Linked DNA regions of Ovis aries: all the other regions are linked to region 3. The links are chromatin contacts, called in public Hi-C maps. All regions are on one chromosome and are shown on one strand. The core of a region is the stretch at or near the end of the contact, and the rest is flanking DNA. Distances in the headings are between cores, read along the strand shown.

Region 1 (3,547 bases), core at 533-3,032, 150 kb after region 3:
TGTTCATAAGTATTTGTTCAGTGTCTGTATGTCAGTGTCTGTTACCCTAGACATTTTTACTTCCACATCATCTTTTCTGGTAAAAGTGTTTTTTAAATATAAAAAATAAGTTTCTTGATATAGTAACACACAGATTCACTTTAGAAAAAAATAAAAATACAACCTAAAAAGAATTAGGAAATATATACCAACAACAATCACTTTCAATACTTTTATGATTATCCTTACAATGTTTCATTCATGTTTTTCAACTTAAGTTTTTTCAGTTAACACTATATAATAAACACTCTTCTACATTAATGGTTGTTGAAGATAAATAATAGTTCACTGTGTGGGTGTACAACAGCTTTAAAATCACACTTTCTATGTTGGACTCACTACTGCTGGCTTTTTGCAGTAACAGGTGAAGACCACAACAAACATCATTTGTGTATTTTTCTGTTCATATATCCTTAGATGGTTCCTTATAGTCTCACAAACAGTATTTCTAATGGGCTGGGGGGCATTTTTCCAGATCTCAACTTAAAAATTATCATTTGATCAGTTAAAAGTTTGCAGGCTACAGATTCAAAGGAGAGCTCTTCTATTTGAAATTCAACATAATCAACAGTTTGCTCAAATCTTAACTCTTGAAAAGTGTGTCTCCGCTATTCAATACATACTGATAGAATACTGGATATGGGGATACAAAGATGGATAAGAGCCTGTGCAGGGCAGATAACAATTCACAGCAGTACGATTTTCTATTGAGTAGAACACGATGTTCTTGATAACCTGCAGCAGATCCGTGCGCAAGACCCACAGGCTATGTTGAGGACAGTGGAAGGCGTAACCACTGGAAATTATTCGAAGTATTTCTTAAGGAGAAAGAAATGCACAGCAGTCTGTACATTTTAATATTTAGTGGTTGAGCAAAAGATACAGCCCATGGCCTCTCTTATCTACCGATTATCTATGACTCTTATCTATGACTCTCATTCACATGGTGATGGGCAGTTTGCTTATGTTTAGCACGTAAATTCAGAGAAAATATCGTTTAACTCTGTAAGAGAAGTAGAAGGAATTTAGAAATGATTCTTATAGCTAACGTGTAGACAAAAAAATATTACACCAACGGGCCCTTTTGTTTAGACAACAAAACCTAAGAGACGTCAACTGGGATAACTAAACCATCTTCAACACATTGGCGTCACACCTATGAGCGGCGGCAGCGAAAGTGTTAAGGCCTGCACAGGCCTCTATACTGCAGTAGGCGGCGCAAAACCTGGGCAAGTTTTCTGGGAGTGCCGCAGATCCCTGCCAAGCAGAGCAGACCAGGCGCCGGTGGACCCTGAGCCGTTAAGAACGCCTGGAAGACAGCGCTCGCGTCATGCCGGGAAGCCGACGGACAAACCTACGTCTCCAATCTCTCCCTCGAGGCCCCGCCCATTCCTTACCCAAGAGCTCTCTGGGGCCTCGAAGGAGGCGTGGCCCAGGGCAAAGAGGGGAGAATGCGCATGCGCACTCGGAGCCCAGTCATGTAGCCAACTATCAATCTCGCGAGTGTTGATAGTCGGTGGCGTAGGTAGTAGAACTGAGTGCTGGCGAGATAGATGATATCTACCAGAGGAAGAAGAGGAGGCAGCTAAGCCAGTTCCCAGTCTCTGTCCCTCCTTTGCTTTCCTTTCTTTTTCCCTCAACCCTCCGCCCTCCTGTGAATCAGCCCGCCTTCCCTGACCTCAGTGACCCGAGTGGCCCCGCCCACTCTCGTCGACGTGATTCCCGCCGTGGGGTAAAGCGCCGGTCGAACCCGGAGCCCCGCGGAAGAGGAGGGCGACCAGAGGGGGAGGTTGCTGGGCCTGGTTTGGGCTCGTCGCCGAGCCGCGGCGCAGGGGGCTTTCGGGTAGTCCTCTCGCTTCTCCATCTGCTCGTTGCGACGCAGCCACCCAGGCCTAGGCCTCCTCCTCCTCCTCCCTGCCGGACCCGGCCTCTGGCAGCAGCGGGTGACGCAGACGGAACATCATGTCGTCCGCGGCCGACCCTCCGCCACCCCCGCCTCCCGAGAGCGCGCCTTCCAAGCCCGCAGCCTCGGCCGCCGGCAGCGGGAGCAACAGCAGCAACAAAGGCGGCCCCGAGGGCGTCGCAGCCCAGGCGGCTCCCTCCGTGGCCAGCGCCGGCCCCGCGGACTCGGAGATGGAGGTGAGGGCGGCTCGTGGTGTGGAAAGAGGGCAGGATGGGGAGGAGGAACTGGTTCCCTCGCCTCTGTACTAGTGATGAGACGCAGAGCCAAACTTCACCCCTTCGCACTCCAACACGGCCTCAGACCGTTTGGGTCGGAAATGATGCTCTCACCCTTGCGCGTAAGCAATCCAGGCAACCTCAAGTGGATTTCTGGCACTTCACGTTTATATTATTTGTCTCTTTGGCGAACCTTGCCAAATCCTCGAACGCTCTTATTAGACACATGTTCTTGATTACTGAGGCCGAGTGAAGATCTACCCTTTTTTTTTTTTTTTTTAAGCTGGACTCCCATAATTCCCTCGCTCATCTCTGAATCTCGATTTTACTTTCCGCTAAACTTGGGGAGAGGGCGAGGGAAATTTCCCTCTAGGTACGGGGGTAGACAGGCGGGGTGGGGAAGGCATTTAAAAGCAGCGCATCCGAGGGCTTGGGCCTCCTTTTCTTCATCCCGTTCTTTGCGGGGGCGGTATCTGTTTCGCAGAAACAATGGCGAGGGCTGGATGGCCGAGGGCGCAGTGGGGATAAGCGGGGCACAGCTGCTCCCTCGGAGGGAGAGGAGGCTCCTCCCAGGCACTGTTCCGTGGGGAAGGGAAGCGACCACGGCGGCAGCAGCTGTCTTGAACCCCCATTTCATTTTGTGGGGGGAGTGATGGATGGATGGATGAATGAATTAGTGAGTGAGGGGCGGTTAGTTTGCTTACAGACCAGCGCATTTCCTCTTTGGGGGCCTTGGCCTTATTTTGAAAATTGGTACCGTTCTCTATGGCTCCCTACCTTCTGGGCTGGGGCTGGTGGGTCAGGGAATGGTAACAGTACTGCGAGGGTGGAGAGATTGGGGAACTGCCAGGCGGGTCTTTTGGGTGTGCTCCAAGGTTTTGCGATGTCTGGGAACAAAGTGTTGCTTGCTCCTTCCAATTTTATTCTTGGCCTTCGATCTGTTTTGAGATATTTTATAGTCGCAACCCAGAGATTTCTGGAATTTTTCCATCCTTGGATAGATTGAGCAAAGGTAATACTGCTCTGAAAGGGAATGTTGCTGCAGAATTAACACGATAAGGAAATGGCAGGGCAGTTTACCATAGAGCATTTGGCTCAGTAGTTTTATTTGGGTGCTGTACTAGGTCATAAGTCAGTTCAGTGGAGTCCTACTCTGTGTAACTAGCGGCCTTATCTAGGGTGAGGTAACGTGTTATTAGTTTTTGAAAGAACTTTAAAGGTAAGGGTGGGTTTTGGTGGAATAGGACCTCTGGTATTCTATAGCTTTCAGCGACTTGAAATTTGTTTTCAGTTCATGTCAGTGTTGCTTGTTTTCTTTTTCTTTAGGTTT
Region 2 (3,555 bases), core at 914-3,413, 170 kb before region 3:
CCCTTATTACGTAACATAGGACGTAAGGTATAATATTCAAATATTGTTAATTTCACATCTTAGATTTTAAATTAAATCAGTAAATTCACAATCCCACCATACATTCCTCTTAATGTTTTACTTTCACCTTATCTTTGTCTTCCAAGGTGGCACCATTCCCAGTAAAGTCACACTTTTCTCTGTAGTTTTACTTTCCATCTATTGGAAAAGAAAAAGTTCCAAAGCTATTCCTGAGCTGTAGCATGACTTTTACATCCACCAATTACCTCGTTTCTCTTTTATCGTCAATCTCTTTCTACAAACTAACTCGATCTCAAGTTTCTCTACCCAGTTTCTATCCTGTTTAAACTGCTTTTCTTTTCAAGATTATCCACCAGTGTGTGCTCAATCAGTCATGTCCAACTCTGAGACTCCATGGACCACAGCCCTCCACGTTCCTCCATCTGTGGGATTTTCCAGGCAAGAATACTGCAGCAGGTTGCCATTCCCTTCTTCAGGGGATCTTCCTGACCCAGGGACTAAATCTGCATCTTTTGCCTCTTGCATTGGCAGGCAAATACTTTACCACTGAACCACCTGGGAAGCCCCAAGATTACCCTCACTAATGTACTCAATATATTGATGTAACCACTTTGTAAACTGGTAGAAACCCAAACACCACTGAGCAAAGTAAACAACTCACAAGTTTGCTTCTTTTCTATTGTGTATTTTAAATGAAACAGCTCTTTAAATTTTCGTCTGTATTACAGGCCATTAAAGGTCTGATTTCACAATCATAAGAGTCAAGCCTTAACGGAGACATAATTAGGTAATTTTTCAATTTAAAGGCCTCCCATGAAAGCCTAAATTCTTACTGAGAATCTTTGGAATTTAAATTGAAAAACTACAAACATGATGACTCCATCTATTCTTATTGTTAGCCAGTGTCAGCCTAACATAAATACTGTTAAGATTTCATTGGGTTTATTTTCAAAGCACTGTCATTCTTTCTCATCTATCATTTTCCTTACTCTCCTCCCATTCTGGGGACAACGTATTTTTCGCTATCCCACACTGTCAGTTTCCCCATTGCTCAGTCGTGTCCGACTCTTTGCGACTCCATGGACTATATACACTCTACGTTATTCTCCAAGCCAGAATACTAAAGTGGGTAGCCTTTCCCGTCTCCAGGGGATCTTCCCAACCCAGGGATCGAACCGGGGTCTCCTGCATTGCAGGCGGATTCTTTACCAACAGAGATATCAGGGAAGCCCTGACAGCTATCCCACGAGAAGATACCTGTTAAAGATCGTTTCTAAATGTATACCGTCGCCAGTACCGCCCTTACTTTAATAACCATGAAGTGAAGTGAAGTCGCTCAGTCGTGTCCGACTCTTTGTGACCCCATGGACTGTTGCCTACCAGGCTCCTCCCTCCATGGGATTCTCCAAGCAAGAGTACTGGAGTGGGTTGCTATTTCCTCCTCCAGGGGATCTTCCCGACCCAGGGATCGAACCCAAGTCTCTCGCATTCCAGGAAGACACTTTAACCTCTGAGCCACCAGGGAAGCCCAACCGTACGTTAAGAGAAAGGCACTCGCATTTAGGAACCCTCCTCTGAGGTCGCACAGAGTCGGACACGGCTGAAGCGACTTAGCAGCAGCAGCAGTTCATGAATGACTTCTCTTCAATCCGAATTTTGGGTCCTTTTCCTTATTTTCTCCCCCAAATGCTCTTCGGTTCACGTTTCCAAAACTTTGATTCACAAGACTTGAACTAAATAAAACTTTCTCGGCCTTTCACATGTAACCCGACCCGAACAGAACCGACAAGAGATCGGAAGGTGGGAATCCTGGACTCATCACTTCCACCGCTCTCCGGAGCGGCTCCCGGCCGCACCACCCGGAAAGCCGCCTATGACTTACACGTGATCCCCAGTGACGCCGGTGTCGCCGCGCGACTCCACGGGGGCGACCGCGCCTGCGCGGCAGCAAGGAGGCGGGACCGCTGGGGGATCCGAGCAGGGCCCTGGAGGGGGTAGCCGGGCGGAGGCGGAGGAGGAAGAGAGGAGAAGGAGGAAAGAGGTAGGGTGGGGAGGAGTGCGGCGGGGCGGGCCTTTCCGGAGGTTCCGACAGCCTTCACTTCCTGTTCGCTGGACCTTCTGAATCCGGGTCAAGGGTGTCCACCTCCTCTTCTACCCGGCTGATCCGGCACCTTTCGTGACAGGCACTCCTGACTCAACCCAGGCCGGGTTTCATCCCAGGACCGGCTGGAGCCCGAACGCCTACACCTGCCGCGGCGCGCGGAGGCGCGCTTCCTCACCCGGCGGCTGGCAGCCCCGGGCCCTGAGTGCCCGCCGCAGCTCGGGGGGCCCCCGCTGGCCCCTCCGCGCTGATGCTGAGAGAGACCGCGGGCCCGGGGCGGCGGCAGCGGCGGCGGAGTGTGGGCCTCTGGCTCCTTAGGCCCAGCGCGGACGGGGCCGGTTCTTAGACGCCCCAGACTTGCCAACTCCCGCCCGGACTCGGATGGGCCCCCCTGCCCGATAAATGTGGCTACTGAGGCGGCGGTGGCGGTGGTCGGTCCCGCTGCTGCTGCTGCTGCGCTCCAGGTTCGCCTCCGCCCCGGGGCTCTCCTGGCCCACCTCGGGGCCGTGGCCACCGGCTCCTCACCCCCTGGCCCGGGCCTTGCTGCGTGGCGACAATGGACAAGATCCTGGAGGGCCTGGTGAGTTCTTCGCACCCGCTGCCCCTGAAGCGGATGATCGTGCGGAAGGTGGTGGAGTCGGCGGAGCACTGGCTGGACGAGGCGCAGTGCGAGGCCATGTTTGACCTGACGACCAGGCTCATCCTGGAGGGCCAGGACCCCTTTCAGCGGCAGGTGGGCCACCAAGTGCTGGAGGCCTACGCGCGCTACCACCGGCCGGAGTTCGAGTCCTTCTTCAACAAGACGTTCGTGCTGGGTCTCCTTCAGCAGGGCTACCACTCGCTGGACAGGAAGGACGTAGCCATCGTGGACTACATTCACAATGGCCTGAAGCTGATCATGAGCTGCCCGTCGGTGCTGGACCTCTTCGGCCTGCTGCAGGTGGAGGTGCTGCGGATGGTGTGCGAGAGGCCGGAGCCGCAGCTGTGCGCCCGACTCAGCGACCTCCTGACAGACTTCGTGCAGTGCATCCCCAAGGGGAAGTTGTCCATCACCTTCTGCCAACAGCTGGTTCGAACGATAGGCCACTTCCAATGCGTGTCCACCCAGGAGAAAGAGCTGCGGGAATATGTTTCGCAGGTGACAAAAGTGAGTAACTTGCTGCAGAACATCTGGAAGGCCGAGCCCTCCACCCTGCTGCCTTCTCTGCAAGAAGTTTTTGCAAGCATTTCCTCCACAGGTAAGGGTCGTGGCCTTCACGGACAGCCTCTCTTGGAAATGTAGTTTGTGTCTCTTACATACACACCGTGTTCGTTTACCGGCTCTGAAAACGTCTTCGTGGAAAAGCAGATCTTAACACCCTCATCCAGATTCTCTTCCACTTGCCATAATCAGCCTGTCACTTTGGACTTTAAAAAAAAAAAAAAAGGGAGCA
Region 3 (3,439 bases), core at 248-2,747:
AAAAGATATTTCTCTTACAGGATCGTGTTAATCTCAGGGCCAGGTATCATAGTCATTGTAAAACACACAAAAGAAAACAAATAGCATTAGGACATCCAGTGAAGGTTCCCTTTTCTGGTCCAACACCCCAAGAGTTGATTTTAAATAAAAGCCAAGGCAAGTGGAAGAAACTGGCAACAAACGGAGGGAGTGTAAGGCTTCAAAATGTCCCCAGAGATAGATTCAACTGAATCCTTTGGGTCCACTAAGCGCTCCCACCACTCAGGCAAGGCTGCTCCGGGGACCAGCACACATCAGTCCGGAAGGGTCCCCTTCTGACCTCCCCTGCAGGCTGGTCGCCTTGGCGCGCTCCCAGCGACCTCGCCCTCCTGGTCTCCGCCTTTCAGTCTTGCGGGCAGAAACCCCGGGATCGCAGACTCTCCAGGGCGCGCGGTCTTCCTCCAGGCTGTTTCGCTTTCCACGCTGTCAAGTACCCGCCCCCCTCTCCCCCGCCCCCAACTCCCGATCTCCCGCACAGAACAAACTCCGAACTGACACTCGGCTGAGCCAAGATGGCAATCCACAGACTTGAACCTTCGAATGTTCCTCGGTCGCCCGGGAACCCGAGATGGCGCGGCGTTACCCTCGGCGAGGCTTCGCTGCCTTCCTTGGCGACCAGCCCGCCGGGGGCTCCGGGATCCACGGCCGCCGGGGGCGCCGAGGACCCCTCTCCAGCGTCCCGAACTACAGATCCCAGGGTGCCTCTCGGACTCCCGCGCCCTCCCTCGCTCGCTCCCTCCCTCCGCCCGTCTCCTCCTCCCTGGCCCTTGTTGTTTTGGCTGGAAGCGCTCCGGCGGAGTTTCAAAGAAAGTCTGGGCAGAAACCGGAGCCGGCCCGAACGTGGGAAGGGGAGGAGGAAAGAGAGGAAGAGGGAGCCGGGAGGCCGGGAGAGGGAGGGATCGGGGCCGGGGGCCGGGCCGCCCAGAACCTGCCGCGCGCCCTGGGGTGGGGGAGGCGGCGCAGGAGCAGCGCTAGGGGACGGGACGGTAGGCTTGGTCCCCGCAGCCAAGCAGCCCAGCGCCTCCTTCTTCTGCCGCCCTCTGCTTTCTCTCTCTTGCGGCGGCGGCCAGCACGGACCCACCCTTCGGCGGGACCTGCGCTCTGTCCAGCGACGCCGAGCCGGCGGCTCCCTCCGTGGCCCGGGACCAACCCTCAACCCTGCGCCCGCTGACCACGGGACCCTCGCGGCTTTCCCATTCCTTGCGGCGGTCCGGGCGCCTCGGGGAAGTGACCCACCCTCTCTCCAGAAGGAGGAAGGAGGGGATAGCGCCAAGCGCAGTAAAACCTAGAGCTGGCCAGTCGGAGTGGGCACTGCGCGGGGGCATTGTGTGTGTATGAGCGTGTGAGACTGTGTGTGCGCGCGTGCAGCGTCGTGTCTGTCTCGGAGTGCGCTCTGGGAGGTCCCATCCCGAAGGGGCGGAGCGCAGGGGGCCGAGGCTCGGGCTCCGCGCCGGGGCAGAGTCCCGTGGAGCCCGAGCGCAGAGGAGGCGGCCGGCGGGACGGCGCGCCTGGCGGCCGGGCGGGTGCACTGAAGGAAGGCCTGGGCATCTTCGGCCCGGCCGCGGCCCCTGCCCCGAGGTGTCGGCCTCGGCGGCTGTGCCCGCTTCTACTCACGTCCGCGGACCTGCCTGCGGGGAAGAAACTCGAACGCCAAGAGCCAGAGCGCCGCGGAGCCGGCCCGCCCCGTCCGCCTGGGGTGCGCCGCGGGAGAGCGAGGTCCCAGCAGCTGCACGGGCGTCCGGCGTCGAAGGTGTCGGGAGCGCGCCGGGCCCGCAGCCCTAAAGGCTCGCACCATGAGCGGCGGCGAAGTGGTCTGCTCGGGATGGCTCCGCAAGTCCCCCCCGGAGAAAAAGTTAAAGCGTTATGTAAGTAGAGCTCGGCCCCCGTTACCCTCCCTGGGCGGCTCGCGTGCCGACTGCTCCTCTTTAGTCCCCATCCCTTCCCTGTAGGCCCCTTCCCTGCCAGGCTGGGGACCCAGGCTGGACACTCATGCCCGGGCCTCCGCTTGGCCAGGCATCTTTCTTTCTCCAGATTGCAGACTGGAGAAATTTCTTTCTCCATCGGCCCTTAGGAAGGCCTGGTATGGCCAGCTGAGCGCCTGCTGAGTGTTTTTTATTGTTCCTTTTAGCAGGGGTTGAGGGGGAGAGCATTTTCCTTTCGTTAGACCTGCACCGAATTCTCAGGGGCTGCTGTGTAGTAAATTTCCCGCACTGAGAAAACCACGGAGGTATTAAAACTCACCAGCCCTCTCTTTGGACCGCCCTCCCTCCCGCCTTCCCCACGGGATGGTTTCGGAAAGCGGACGGGAGACCTGGGAAGTTGGCGTTAGAGCCGAGCATCTCCAATCCGCTCCACGGAAAAGAAAAAAAAAAGTTATTACGCGCCCTACCGTTTGCTTAGCGGGGTTCACACTTTCTCGGTTTTGAATCGAGGGACGTTGGAGTTTGGCCCGAGAGCCTTGGCAGTTTGCTGCGAGAGGAGGGCGCTGGGGGGAGCCTGATGGCTGGTGTTCGGGCGCCTTGGACACGCTGTCAAACCCTGTGGGAGGGGACAGCGAAGGCCAGTTAGGAGTTCTGTGTGTTATGGTCCTTTCCCAGGCCACCACAGTTGCTTCGTGGTATTTGTGTAATTGATACAAGATGCTGATTATGTGTTAAGCCGTTTTAGCCGTTAGGGGAAGTATTCCTTGAAAGAACCAACGTTACTGCAGCGGAAGTCTGTGTCCTCTTTGGGGAGTCTGGGATCTTATCCCCTTCTCCCCCATTGATTCTTCTGTCGCTGCCCACAGCAAAGGAAAGAAATGACACCTTTGCCCTCGCTTATGGAGCAAATATTTGTCTAGTAAAGTATGTCTCGAAAGCACAGTATGTGCCCCCTTAAATATAAATTTGCTAACGGGGAGAGTAATAATGGACCCTGTTTCTTGTGAAAGGATGTCTACACCCAATGCGAGAGCTCGAGGTAACCCTGTTAGTCAGTTTGCTTGCATAGAACGGAGTGAAGTGCAATATTTAACTTAGCCCACAACTCACCAGTGAGTTTCTGGTTTACTTGCTGCCAGAATTTGCTATAGGCAAGTAGTTCTCCTTTAAGGATTTGATGCCACAAATCCTAGGGATGTTCTTCAGAGATTTTTAAAATTCTTCCAAATTCCCTCTCTCCATCTATCACAGTTTGCCCAAGTATTCTGGTAAATATGGTGACTTTATTCTAAAAGTTGGGGTGAGAGGCAGTGTGTTTTTCAGTTGGGAGTTCTGTGTGTATGTATGTGGGGAGAGGGTGTGGTTTGATGTATTTGTTTTGAGAAGGTACTGTTTAGGAAATGATTGATTCTTGGGGAAACTAAAGAACACTACATTGGCTGGAATAGGTAGTGGTAATAGAGATTTAATGCTTTCTT

What was found. Hi-C and Micro-C count contacts between places; a contact is called where the count stands out from the background.
Region 1: a Hi-C map of hypothalamus shows a contact between it and region 3, with 4 times the contacts expected there. The contact joins the promoter of SMARCA5 here to the promoter of GAB1 in region 3. A contact is called at or near these places in 2 of 16 Hi-C or Micro-C datasets (hypothalamus and liver).
Region 2: a Hi-C map of hypothalamus shows a contact between it and region 3, with 7 times the contacts expected there. The contact joins the promoter of USP38 here to the promoter of GAB1 in region 3. A contact is called at or near these places in 4 of 16 Hi-C or Micro-C datasets (hypothalamus, liver, muscle and 1 more).

Annotation. Positions count from the first base shown.
Region 1 is chr17:14,461,794-14,465,340 of ARS-UI_Ramb_v3.0, reverse strand. It overlaps SMARCA5 (SWI/SNF related, matrix associated, actin dependent regulator of chromatin, subfamily a, member 5), which reads left to right and starts at 1,782. Exons shown (of 23, transcript XM_060400631.1): 1 at 1,782-2,178. The coding sequence starts at 2,002.
Region 2 is chr17:14,785,266-14,788,820 of ARS-UI_Ramb_v3.0, reverse strand. USP38 (ubiquitin specific peptidase 38) reads left to right here and starts at 2,163. Exons shown (of 9, transcript XM_042234314.2): 1 at 2,163-3,360. The coding sequence starts at 2,679.
Region 3 is chr17:14,615,597-14,619,035 of ARS-UI_Ramb_v3.0, reverse strand. It overlaps GAB1 (GRB2 associated binding protein 1), which reads left to right and starts at 1,497. Exons shown (of 13, transcript XM_060400634.1): 1 at 1,497-1,904.